Regions from separate parts of the Sus scrofa genome. Here all the other regions are linked to region 3. A link is a contact called in public HiChIP or PLAC-seq data. All regions are on one chromosome and are shown on one strand. Each heading gives the region's core, a stretch centred on a gene start, on an enhancer-like site or on the middle of the called end of the contact. The rest is flanking DNA. Distances are from core to core; before and after follow the strand shown.

Region 1 (3,366 bases), core at 723-3,222, 150 kb before region 3:
ATACAGTCTAATTCCCACTAAATCATCTGTAGAGAGTCAATATAAATGGAGTAGGTAAGGAGTTCCCATTGTGGCGCAGCAGGTTAAGGACCCAACTAGCATCCTTGAGGATGGGGGTTTGATCGCTGGCCTTGCTCGGTGGGGTTAAGGATCTGGCATTGCTGTGAGCTATGGTGTAGGTTGCAGATGTGGCTCGGATCTGGCGTTGCTGTGGCTGTGGTGTAGGTGGGCAGCTACAGCTCTGTTTCGACCCCTAGCCTGGGAAACTCCATATGCTGCAAGTGTGGCCATAAGAAGCAAAAAAATTAATTAATTAATTTAAAGAAATTAAAAATAGAGTAGTTAAATATCCACTCTGGAGCAAGATTTCCAGGGCTCAAATCCTGGCTCCCCCGTGTACCAGCGGGGCCGTTCCTTCCCCGTCTCTGAGAAATGAATGGGGATGGGGGTCCTGAAAGTGTCTTTCTGGAAAAGAAAAGCTGTGGTAGCCTTGATAGCACCATAAAAGATAGCTATTACTATCATTTTTTTATGGCTGCACTCACAGCATATGGAAGTTCCCGGGCCAGGGATCGAATCTTAGGCACAGCTTCCACCTACACCACAGCTGCTGCAGTGCCTTTAACACGCTGTGCCACAGCAGAAACTCCTATTATTTGTTTTCGTAGCCACCTCAGTGCCTGGCGTATAGAAGGTACTCAAATAATGTAGTCCAGGAGTTCCCATCCTGGCTCAGCGGAAATGAATCTGACTAGTATCCATGAGGACGCAGGTTCGATCCCTGGCCTCACTCAGTGGGTGTGGCTGTGGCATAGGCCAGAAGGTGCAGCTCCAGTTGGACCCCTAGCCTGGGAACCTCCATATCCCACGGGTGTGGCCCTAAAAAAAACAACAAAAAGTTCTCCATTCAGCGTTATTTACCTACCAAGTGCCTGCAGTGTGCAGGAAGCAGGGATGGAGATGGGACACCATTTGTGTTGTGTCCACTGGGCCTTCCTAGCAGTGTCTAATTGGCAAGCACAACACATGAAGTACCCGTCCAGCTGGAGGTTTTAGGCCAGCATGAGAAGCAGATGAACCAAGAGATACTGTTGGGTAGTCCACTGAAGGAATGAATGAGGTCACTTCAGATGCCCTGAAAAAATGAGATGGGTGATGGGGATGGTGGTGGATGAGAGAGGAGACCGGGGTAGCGGGGGGTGAGAGGGGGCCTCTGGACTCAGGTCAGGGAAGGCCTGGTATCGGAGCGAACGTGGAAGACGAGGTCTGAGGCCTGTCAAGGAGCCAGTGTGGCCACATCTTGCAGATAAAGATTCCAGTTGGCGGCACAGAACCCCAGTGGCATTGGAGCCGCCCCTAGGAGCATCCTCTGCCCTTGTGTCTGATCTGTGTGGGAGACTGGCCTCTGGGGAGCACATCACCAGGGCATCCTTCCTTCCAGCTTCCAACCAGTTGAGCCAGCGGGAAGGGCTCGTGCTGGATTGGAGGGCAGGAGGAGAGCAAGGTCGGGTATTTATCCTGCAGCGCTCACAGAGCCGTGGTTTGGCAATGGCTTTGACCTTCCATCCAAGGCTGCAGCTGCTGCTGGGCGGCCTCCCCCAGCCTCGGTGACTCCATTGCCCGCTGCACGCTTTCAGCCCAGGGGTGGTAAACGGCTTCCCGCAGTTGCCAGGCCCTGGGTGTCATCTGTCCTCATTAGTTCCCTTCGTTTTGATGACCCTTCATTCAACCGTCCTCGTCTAACCCTGGCGAGTGTGCCCTCGGTGTTCTTCCAGGACCCTGAGCCATCCAGCTGGTCCTGGGGACTGGGAAGTTGGTGCTGGACTGAGTGAGGGGCACAGCGCACCGGCTGGGTCGGCAAGTGATGGCACCAGGGCTGGGAGTTTATTCTCGGGGGGAGAAGAAGTCCTTGGAGGGTGTTCAGCCCGGGAGCCGCATGACTGCATGTACTTTCTTTGGAACTGAGCTGAAGCTGCTGACCTTTTTCTGCATCCCAGCACTGATCCGGTTGAGCACTCGAGAAACAGTGTTATAAGCTCTGCAACTGTCTCTTGGGTTTTTCCTCTCCCAAGAGAGGAGCCTCAATTTAGCTGTTGATGTTGTTGAACGCCTTCAAGAGGGAGGCTCCTTTCAAAGTCAGGGCCCTGGGTGGTGACAGTGATCATTTGGGGGTTTACCCGAGGTCGGTGGCTTCTGCTGTGGCATCTGCTATGCGACCTGCCATCTAGCTTTGGTAGTTGGAGGAACAGGGCTTTTTGGACTGTTACACACCTAAGAGCAAGGTTGTAATTTTGGAAACAGGCCATTAAGCTGACAGGTAACTTTGCTTTCTTTCCTGGGACCCAGAGCTCTCAAAGCCCGTCTCCCCGAACCAGAGCGTGTTGATTAGTGCGGCGGGCAACATTTTGTCCCTTTCCTCTGATTGTCTAACTGCGGCTGGTGGCACTTTCATTTTCCTACAGCTGCCAAAGGGAGGGACCTGGGTTTCTGTCTCTCCCCCCACCCCTGCACGCCTGATTCATATCCAGGATTATTTATCCATTTGTGGTTCTCCACCAGGATCATCCTGAACACGGGGTCCTGTTTCTTGTCCGAGAGCTGCTCAACGTGATCCAGGACTACACCTGGGAGGACAACAGTGATGACAAAATCCGCATCTACACCTGTGTCCTGCACCTGCTGTCCGCCATGAGCCAGGAGACCTACCTCTACCACATAGACAAAGGTAGCCATGTCCCCTCCCCCAACGCCCTGCACCCAGCTTGAACTTCCTAGAGGTCAAGTGCAGTGTTTTCATTTTCTCTTTTTTAAAATTTTTAAATGATTTTTATTTTTTCCATACCAGCTAGTTTATAGTGTTCTGTCAATTTTCTGCTGTACAGCAAAGTGACCCAGTCACATGCATATATATACATTCTTTTTCTCACATTATCAGGCTCCATCATAAGTGACTAGATACAGTTCCCAGTGCTGTACAGCAGGATCGCATTGCTTATTCATTCTAAAGGCAAAAGTCTGTTTGCATCTACTAACCCCAGAGTCCCAGTCCATCCCACTCCCTCCCCCTTTTGCAGCTGCAAAGAGAGAAAAAAAGAAAACATATTCCTGGGCCCCCTCTGTCCCTTCTAAATTAGGATCCCTGAGAAGAAGCCTGAGAATTTCTATCTTTAATAAGCATCCAAGGAGTTCCTGTTGCGGCTCCGCAGAAACGAATCTGACTAGTGCCCATGAGGATGTCGGTTTCATCCCTGGCCTTGCTCCTTGGGTCGGGGATCTGGCATTGCTGTGAGCTGCGGCGTAGGTTGCAGATGTGGCATGGATCTGGTGTTGCTGTGGCTGTGGTGTAGGCTGGCAGCTCCAGTTACA
Region 2 (3,385 bases), core at 447-2,946, 130 kb before region 3:
CTTTCCCTTCCATGGTCCTGGGACTCACCCAGGAGAGTCCAGGTGCTCCGAGCTTACTGCAACCCTGCCGGGGCCCATGGGTGCGGCCCCACCAGAGCCCCGTGACTGGTGCCACGGCTTCCCGATCCACTGATAAGGAAGGGTCTGCAGCTGCCCAGGGCACCAGCCCACTCAGGAGCCCTGCTGGAATGCCATCTCAGAGGCACTTTCACATCGAGCTGCCCAGGGCACATGGCGACAGACACAGCCCACCAGCTGGTGGCTCCTCCCCAGGCCTGAGGGTTCTGTCCCTGGAAGGTGGGGGAGGGCAGGTGGGAGTCTGGGATGAACTCCTCTCTGCAGAAGCGCTGCCGACTAGAGCAGGAAGAGTGGAGGCTCCGAGAGGCAAAGGGGCAGCAAGAGAGGGGCTGAGCCAGCCCGGGAACCCGGGTCCCGATTCCTGTCCAGAGTGTGCCACAACCCAGGCAGGATCACCCATGTTTGAGAAAATGCAAGCGAGCCCCTCAGAGCAAGTGCCCATTGTGGTGCAGTGGAAACGAATCAGACTAGGAACAGTGAGGTTGTGCGTTCAATCCCCAGCCTCGCTCAGCAGGTTAAGGATCTGTGAGCTGTGGTGTAGGACGCAAACACGGCTTGGATCTGGTGTTGCTGTGGCTGTGGTGTAGGCTGGCGGCTACAGCTCGGATCCAATCCCTAGCCTGGGAATCTCCATATGCCATGGGTGCGGCCCTAAAAAGCAAAAAAAAAAAAAAAAAAAAAAAAAGAGAGAGAGAGAGAGAGCCCCTCAGAGCAATGACCCAAGAGAAGACTCTGCTCATGTCTGCAGCAGAGGAAAGAAACCCAGCCCCATAAGGTCTATGACTTTGAAGACGCACCTGTGTGACCCTGGTCAAGTTACTTAACCTCTCTGTGCCGCAATGGCCTCATCTATAAAGTGGGGTGTACACCAACCACCCAGAGCACCGGGCCTGGCTTGCTCTAAGTCCTCGAGAACTGGTTCTGCCCACCCCCGGCCCGCCCTCCACCCCCGCTGCCGACCTGCCGGGAACTTTCCGGCTGGAAGCCAAATGCTGGCCGCATACTCATTTCTAGGTTGGCTTTGGGAGAACTGTAAGAACCCGTCACCGCTACAGCTGCCCTGAGCGGACTGGTGACAAGTTCTCCCAGCTTCACAGTGGCCCAAATATAGACCTAACAACAGCTTCCTTGGCCTGTAATTTCTAGAGTGAGAGGCCACCTCTCGCAGCCCGGCACTGGGGCTGAGGCCAGCTGCCTTGGGCTGAACGGTCCTGTGAGCCAGCTCTCAGGGCCGCTGACCCACTCAGAGGGGACCCACGGCCAGTCTGGAATCCCTACGTGACTCAGTGGCCAAGCAAGGGGTTCCAGGTTCCAGGTCCCAGGAGGCAGTGCCACCTGGAGCCTCCCCAGAAGATCAGCGCCCCGGGGGGCCAGGGTGGCGCTCCTGCCTCGAGCCACAGCCCTGCCCGCCTTCCTCCCTCACTCAGGGAGCCCATTAGCTCTGCCCAGTTCCAGAGGACGGAGAGAAAGGAGACCCAGAGGGAGGATACGGGGTGACAAAGCCCACCCCACACCCTGTCACGCCAGGCTGTGAGTCCCGCTCCACAGGTGCGGAAGCTGAAGCTCTGACAGAGGGACGGCCTGGAGCAGAGCCGGGCACTGGCTGCCATCTGCGGAGCCAAACCAACTGTCCTTTTCTGGGCTGCAGGGGGAGGCTTAGGTGCAGGAAGCAGCCCTTCCCATCGTCTGGATCCTTCTCTCTCTCTCCCAAATCCCGTCTACTCGCGAGTCCTGCCGGGCTGAGACTGTGAAGCTGTTCTCACCCCTCGGCCCTGTCCTGGGCCTCAGGCCTGCAGGCTGAGCCTCTACCCCAGCTCTCAGCGCCCCACACGAACGCCCTGCCCTCCAGCCCACTCCCCCGCATGAGGCCCGGGGCCCCACGGCCCCTCTCAGCCCCCTCCAACCAGTCCTGGAGGTCCTCCCACCATGCTCTCTCCTGTCCTGTCTGCTCAGGCCCGGTTTGGAAACTTCCACTCCAGCTGGACCCTGAAGCCAGCCCCGAGGACCTGCCTGTGGCCCTCTCACCCCCAGCCCATCCCAGCAGCCTTCCGAGGGACCCACCACTGTTGCAAAGAGCTTGTCACCTTGTGCCCAGGGACACCCTGCCCGCCCAGAGCCAAAGACAATGGTTCAGGCTGCTTATCTCCAGCAGCCAGGAGGCCAGCACCGCACTCAGAAGAGAGGAAATTAGCTCAGGACAAGCTCTGCAGCCGAGGCGGCCAGCTGGCGGGCCCGGGGCCACCCCTGGGCTGGTCAGTCTCATGCCACATGGTGACAAGCACCACGACTCGCAAAGCCCAGCATCTCACTTACTTGTTGACACTTCTTGGTGTCAGGAGCTTCCGTTTTGCCTGACTCACGATCGATCTCTTCTTGCAAGGCCTTTCGCCTCACCTGAGCCAGGGAAAGAGGGAAATGAGACGGAGGGTTTCCTGTGAGCCTCACACCCGGGACGGACCGGGATGGGCCGGTGGGGTGGAGGGGAGCACAGACTGGAGAGGTCAGGCGAGGGGTGGAGGGGGGTGTGGGTGTGAGAGCGGCTTTGTTCTGTTGCATGCTAGGGGAGGCATTTGTCAAAAATACCCTCTAAGTGGAGTTCCCCATGTGGCTCAGTGGGTTAAGAACCTGACTAGGATCCATGAGGATGTGGTTGGATCCCTGGCCTTGCTCAGTGGGTTAAGGATCCAGCGTCGCCATGAGCTGTGGTACAGATCGCAGACGTGGCTCAGATCTGCTGTGGCTGTGGTACAGGCCGGCAGTTGCAGCTTCAGTTCCACCCCTAACCTGGGAACTTCATATGCCACAGATGTGACCCTAAAAAGAAAAAAAAAAAGAATGAATCTCCTACCCTGAGGTTTATCCACCTTTGTCTTTAGAAACTTTTTTGTTCATAAGAACCATTTTGGGTAGAAACTTTCCTTAAAACACACTGCCTGAAGCCCTGCCAGTCCAGAGGATACTCTAGTTAACTTCCTTGCTGACAGCATCATTTTCTAGAAAGAACGCAGACTATGGAGTCAGGCACAGGCTGGTGTGAATCCTAGCACTGTCATTAACTAGCTGTGTGGCCTTGGGCAGGTCACTTAGTCTCTCTGTACCGTGGTCTATTCACCTGCACCAGATGGAAGACAGAGAACTGTAATACTGTGATTTATAGTATGAACTATATAACAAGATATACATAAAATTGTCCCCAGTCTGGCACAGAGCTCCAAAAACTCTAGAATTTCCTAAAGCGACAAAAACAAGCAAACTAGGTGACTTTCGGAAGCACCTAAGGAGGAGGGCTGGCTGGCAGGGGAACCAA
Region 3 (3,172 bases), core at 630-3,129:
CAACCGTGATTTTTTTTTCTTTTAAGGCCTCACCTACAGCATGTGGAAGTTCCAGGGCTAGGGGTCGAATTGGAGCTGCAGCTGCCAGCCTACGCCACAGCCACAGCAATGCCAGATCCAAGCCTCGTCTGTGACCTACACCACAGCTCATGGAAATGCCAGATCCTTAACCCCTTGAGAGAGGCCAAGGGTCGAACCTGCAACTTCGTGGTTCCTAGTCAGATTTGTTTACGCTGCGCCATGACAGGAACTCCATTCTTCTTCTTTTGTTTAATGGCCACACCTGCAGCATATGGAAGTTCTCAGGCTAAGGGTCGAATCAGAGCTGCAGCTGTAGGCCTACACCCCAGCAACAGCAATGCTGGATCTGAGCCGGATCTGTTACCTACACTGCAGCTTGTGGCAATGCTGAAGCCTTAACCCACTGAGTGAGGCCAGGGATTGAACCTGCATCCTCATGGATACTAATCAGGTTATTAACCTGCTGAGCCACAAGGGAACTCCCTCCTCCTTTTTAAAAAATTTGACATCTGTATCTGTAGATTTGCTGCTGCATGACAGGATGATCCATATAAACACTTTCAAGAATGAAAATACGTTAGGATAAAAATCTGGGAGAGGAGTTCCCATCGTGGCACAGCAGAAACGAATCCGACTAGGAACCATGAGCTTTCGGGTTCGATCCCTGGCTTTGCTCAGTGGGTTAAGGATCCAGCATTGCTGTGAGCTGTGGTGTAGGTCACAGACCCGGCTCAGATCCCGTGTTGCTGTGGCTATGGCATAGGCTGGCAGCTGTAGCTCCAGTTTGACCCCTAGGCTGGGAACCTCCATATGCTGCCAGCGCAGCCCTAAAAAAAAAAAAAAAAAAAAAAAAAAAAAAAAAAAAACCTGGGAGAAGAGGAATAGAACTATATGTTCAAGGAGAAAAGGAAATAATACATGGTTTTCAACTGTTAAAGAGCAGCTTGTCTATGTGTTTCCAGTAGCTTCAAATGATGGTACGAATCTTCTGGTATATAAAATATATTTTTAAAAAGCTGTTACTAGAAAAGAAGAAGTACATTGGGAATGGGGGGGGGTATATGGTATTTGTGAATTTTTTTTGTTTTTAGTCGCTGCATCCAGATGAAATCTGCGCCACAGCTGCAGCAACGCCAGATCCTTTAACATACTGCACGGGGCTGGGGATTGAACTTTGTCCCCTCAGTGACGGGAGCTGCCACATTCAGATCCTTAACCCACTGTGCCACAGTGGAAACTCCAGCTTCTTCTTTTAATGTTTAATACAGTTGGCTTCTTAGTCCTCAGGCTTTCCTTTCTTTCCTTTTTTTTTTTCTTTTTTTGCTTTTTAGGGTGGCATATACAGGGTCCCAGGCTAGGGGTCAAATCGGAGCTGCACCTGCCAGCCTACCCCACAGCTTCAGCAACACTAGATCCCAGCCGTGTCTGAAACTTACACCACCATTTAAGGCCAGATCCTTAACCCACTGAATGAGGCCAGGGATCGAACATACAACCTCATGGTTCCTAGTTGCATTCATTTCTGCTGCGCCACGTTGGGAACTCCTTTTTTTTTTTTTTTTTTTCAAGAAACTCTCAGCGTTTCTTGCCTGGAGCTCTGTGTGCCTCCGGTTCTGGACCAGCCACCAAGGTAAAGAGTGGGTACTGCCCCCGTCCCTAGGTACAGACGGAAATCATTTTTCAATTAGTTATTAACTTGTTACACTCACAGAGAGCTGTTTAAAAATAAGCTGGAGAAACTGTTTCCAGCTCATGTAAAGGCAACATTTAATATACAGAGCCCCTGCCAGTCTGTACTGGCTGAGAACCGTTCCTACCCCAAGCTCAGTCAGCTTGCCCGGGACGCTTCTCAAGGTTCCGTCTCTGCTTCAGCAGCTGAGAAGGCAGAGATAAATTTTAAAAAGTCATCAGACATGGCTGACAGGGTTCATCTGTGTTGGTTTGTACCGCTGACTCACTAGGCTTTTGAAGACAGAATTTCAAAGGACAGCCTGGTAGCTAAACCTGATGGCTCTTTAAACTGCTGTGCTAAGTCTCCAGTCTTGATGATGACTGTGAAATGGAGCTGCTCTCGTAAATTCAGATGTAGCAGGAAAATTCTTAGCAACATATAAGCACATCTGAGAAGCACAGAAAGCTCACCTACATGATATAAAGAAAATTAGTTTGAATATTTGTTTTAATGTATTTTACTTCATTTGGTTTTTTTACTTGCAATATAGTTAATTGACGATATTGTTAGCTTAGGGTGTACCATACAGTGATTCAGTATTTTTTTTCAGATTATATTCCATTATAGGTTATTATGGGATTAAAGGGTATAATTCCGTGTGCTACACAGTATTTCCTTGTTGCTATTTATTTTATACGTAGTAGTCTGTCCTTTAATCCCATATCCCTAACTCACCCCTTCCTCCCCCTTCCCCACTGGTACTAGTTCGTTGTCTATGTCTGTGACTCTGTTTTTGTTTTACATAAATAAAATTAGCAAACTAAGCAAATATATATATATATATATTTTTTTTTTAAGCATGGCGTAATACATATATATATATACACACAGATATATATATTTTGTCTTTTTAGGGCTGCACTCACGGCATATGGAGGTTCCCAGGCTAGGGGTCGAATCAGAGCTGTAGCTGCCAGCCTACATCACAGCCACAGCAACACAGGCTCTGAGCCAAGTCTGCAACCTACAGCTTAGCTCACGGCAATGCTGGATCCTTAACCCACTGAGCGAGACCAGGGATCGAGCCTGCGTCCTCATGGATGCTAGTCAGATTTGTTTCCGCTAAGCCATGATGGGAACTTCTTTTTTTTTTTTTTTTTTTTTGGTCTAATTTAATATGTAATATATTAAATATATTTAGGAAACTAATATATTTTAAAAAGCATGGAATTCCCGAGAGTTCTCATGTGATTCAGTGCAAATGAATCCGATTAGTATCATGAGGATGCAGGTTCAATCCCTGGCCCTGCTCAGTGGGTTAAGGATCCAGCATTGCCGTGAGCTGTGGTATATGTCACAGACATGGCTAAGATACCACATGGCTGTGGCTGTGGCGTAGGCCAGCAGCTGTAGCTCCGATTGGACCCCTAGCCTGGTAATCTCCGTATGTCGCAGGTGCAGCCCTAAAAAGACTAAAAA

The links. HiChIP or PLAC-seq counts read pairs in DNA pulled down with a chosen protein or histone mark.
Region 1: an H3K27ac HiChIP or PLAC-seq map of skeletal muscle shows a contact between it and region 3. The contact joins two enhancer-like sites. A contact is called at or near these places in 1 of 47 Hi-C or Micro-C datasets (liver) and 1 of 2 datasets of contacts at active chromatin or transcription factors (skeletal muscle).
Region 2: an H3K27ac HiChIP or PLAC-seq map of skeletal muscle shows a contact between it and region 3. The contact joins two enhancer-like sites. A contact is called at or near these places in 1 of 47 Hi-C or Micro-C datasets (liver) and 1 of 2 datasets of contacts at active chromatin or transcription factors (skeletal muscle).

What each region holds. Positions count from the first base shown.
Region 1 is chr3:26,054,132-26,057,497 of Sscrofa11.1, reverse strand. C3H16orf62 (UPF0505 protein C16orf62 homolog) reads left to right here. Exons shown (of 31, transcript XM_021086527.1): 28 at 2,560-2,725. Among named protein-coding and RNA genes, the nearest start is that of IQCK, 34 kb to the right of the region's middle. Within about 2 kb of position 1,972, at least 4 of the 83 cell types and tissues checked have an H3K27ac peak or open chromatin away from gene starts, as enhancers often do. A contact at or near this core is called in skeletal muscle, where this site is marked.
Region 2 is chr3:26,031,327-26,034,711 of Sscrofa11.1, reverse strand. It overlaps KNOP1 (lysine-rich nucleolar protein 1), which reads right to left. Exons shown (of 5, transcript XM_021086529.1): 4 at 2,392-2,472. Among named protein-coding and RNA genes, the nearest start is that of IQCK, 11 kb to the right of the region's middle. Within about 2 kb of position 1,696, at least 8 of the 83 cell types and tissues checked have an H3K27ac peak or open chromatin away from gene starts, as enhancers often do. A contact at or near this core is called in skeletal muscle, where this site is marked.
Region 3 is chr3:25,900,193-25,903,364 of Sscrofa11.1, reverse strand. It overlaps IQCK (IQ domain-containing protein K), which reads left to right. Exons shown (of 10, transcript XM_021086532.1): 9 at 1,591-1,651. Among named protein-coding and RNA genes, the nearest start is that of GPRC5B, 31 kb to the right of the region's middle. Within about 2 kb of position 1,879, at least 1 of the 83 cell types and tissues checked has an H3K27ac peak or open chromatin away from gene starts, as enhancers often do. A contact at or near this core is called in skeletal muscle, where this site is marked.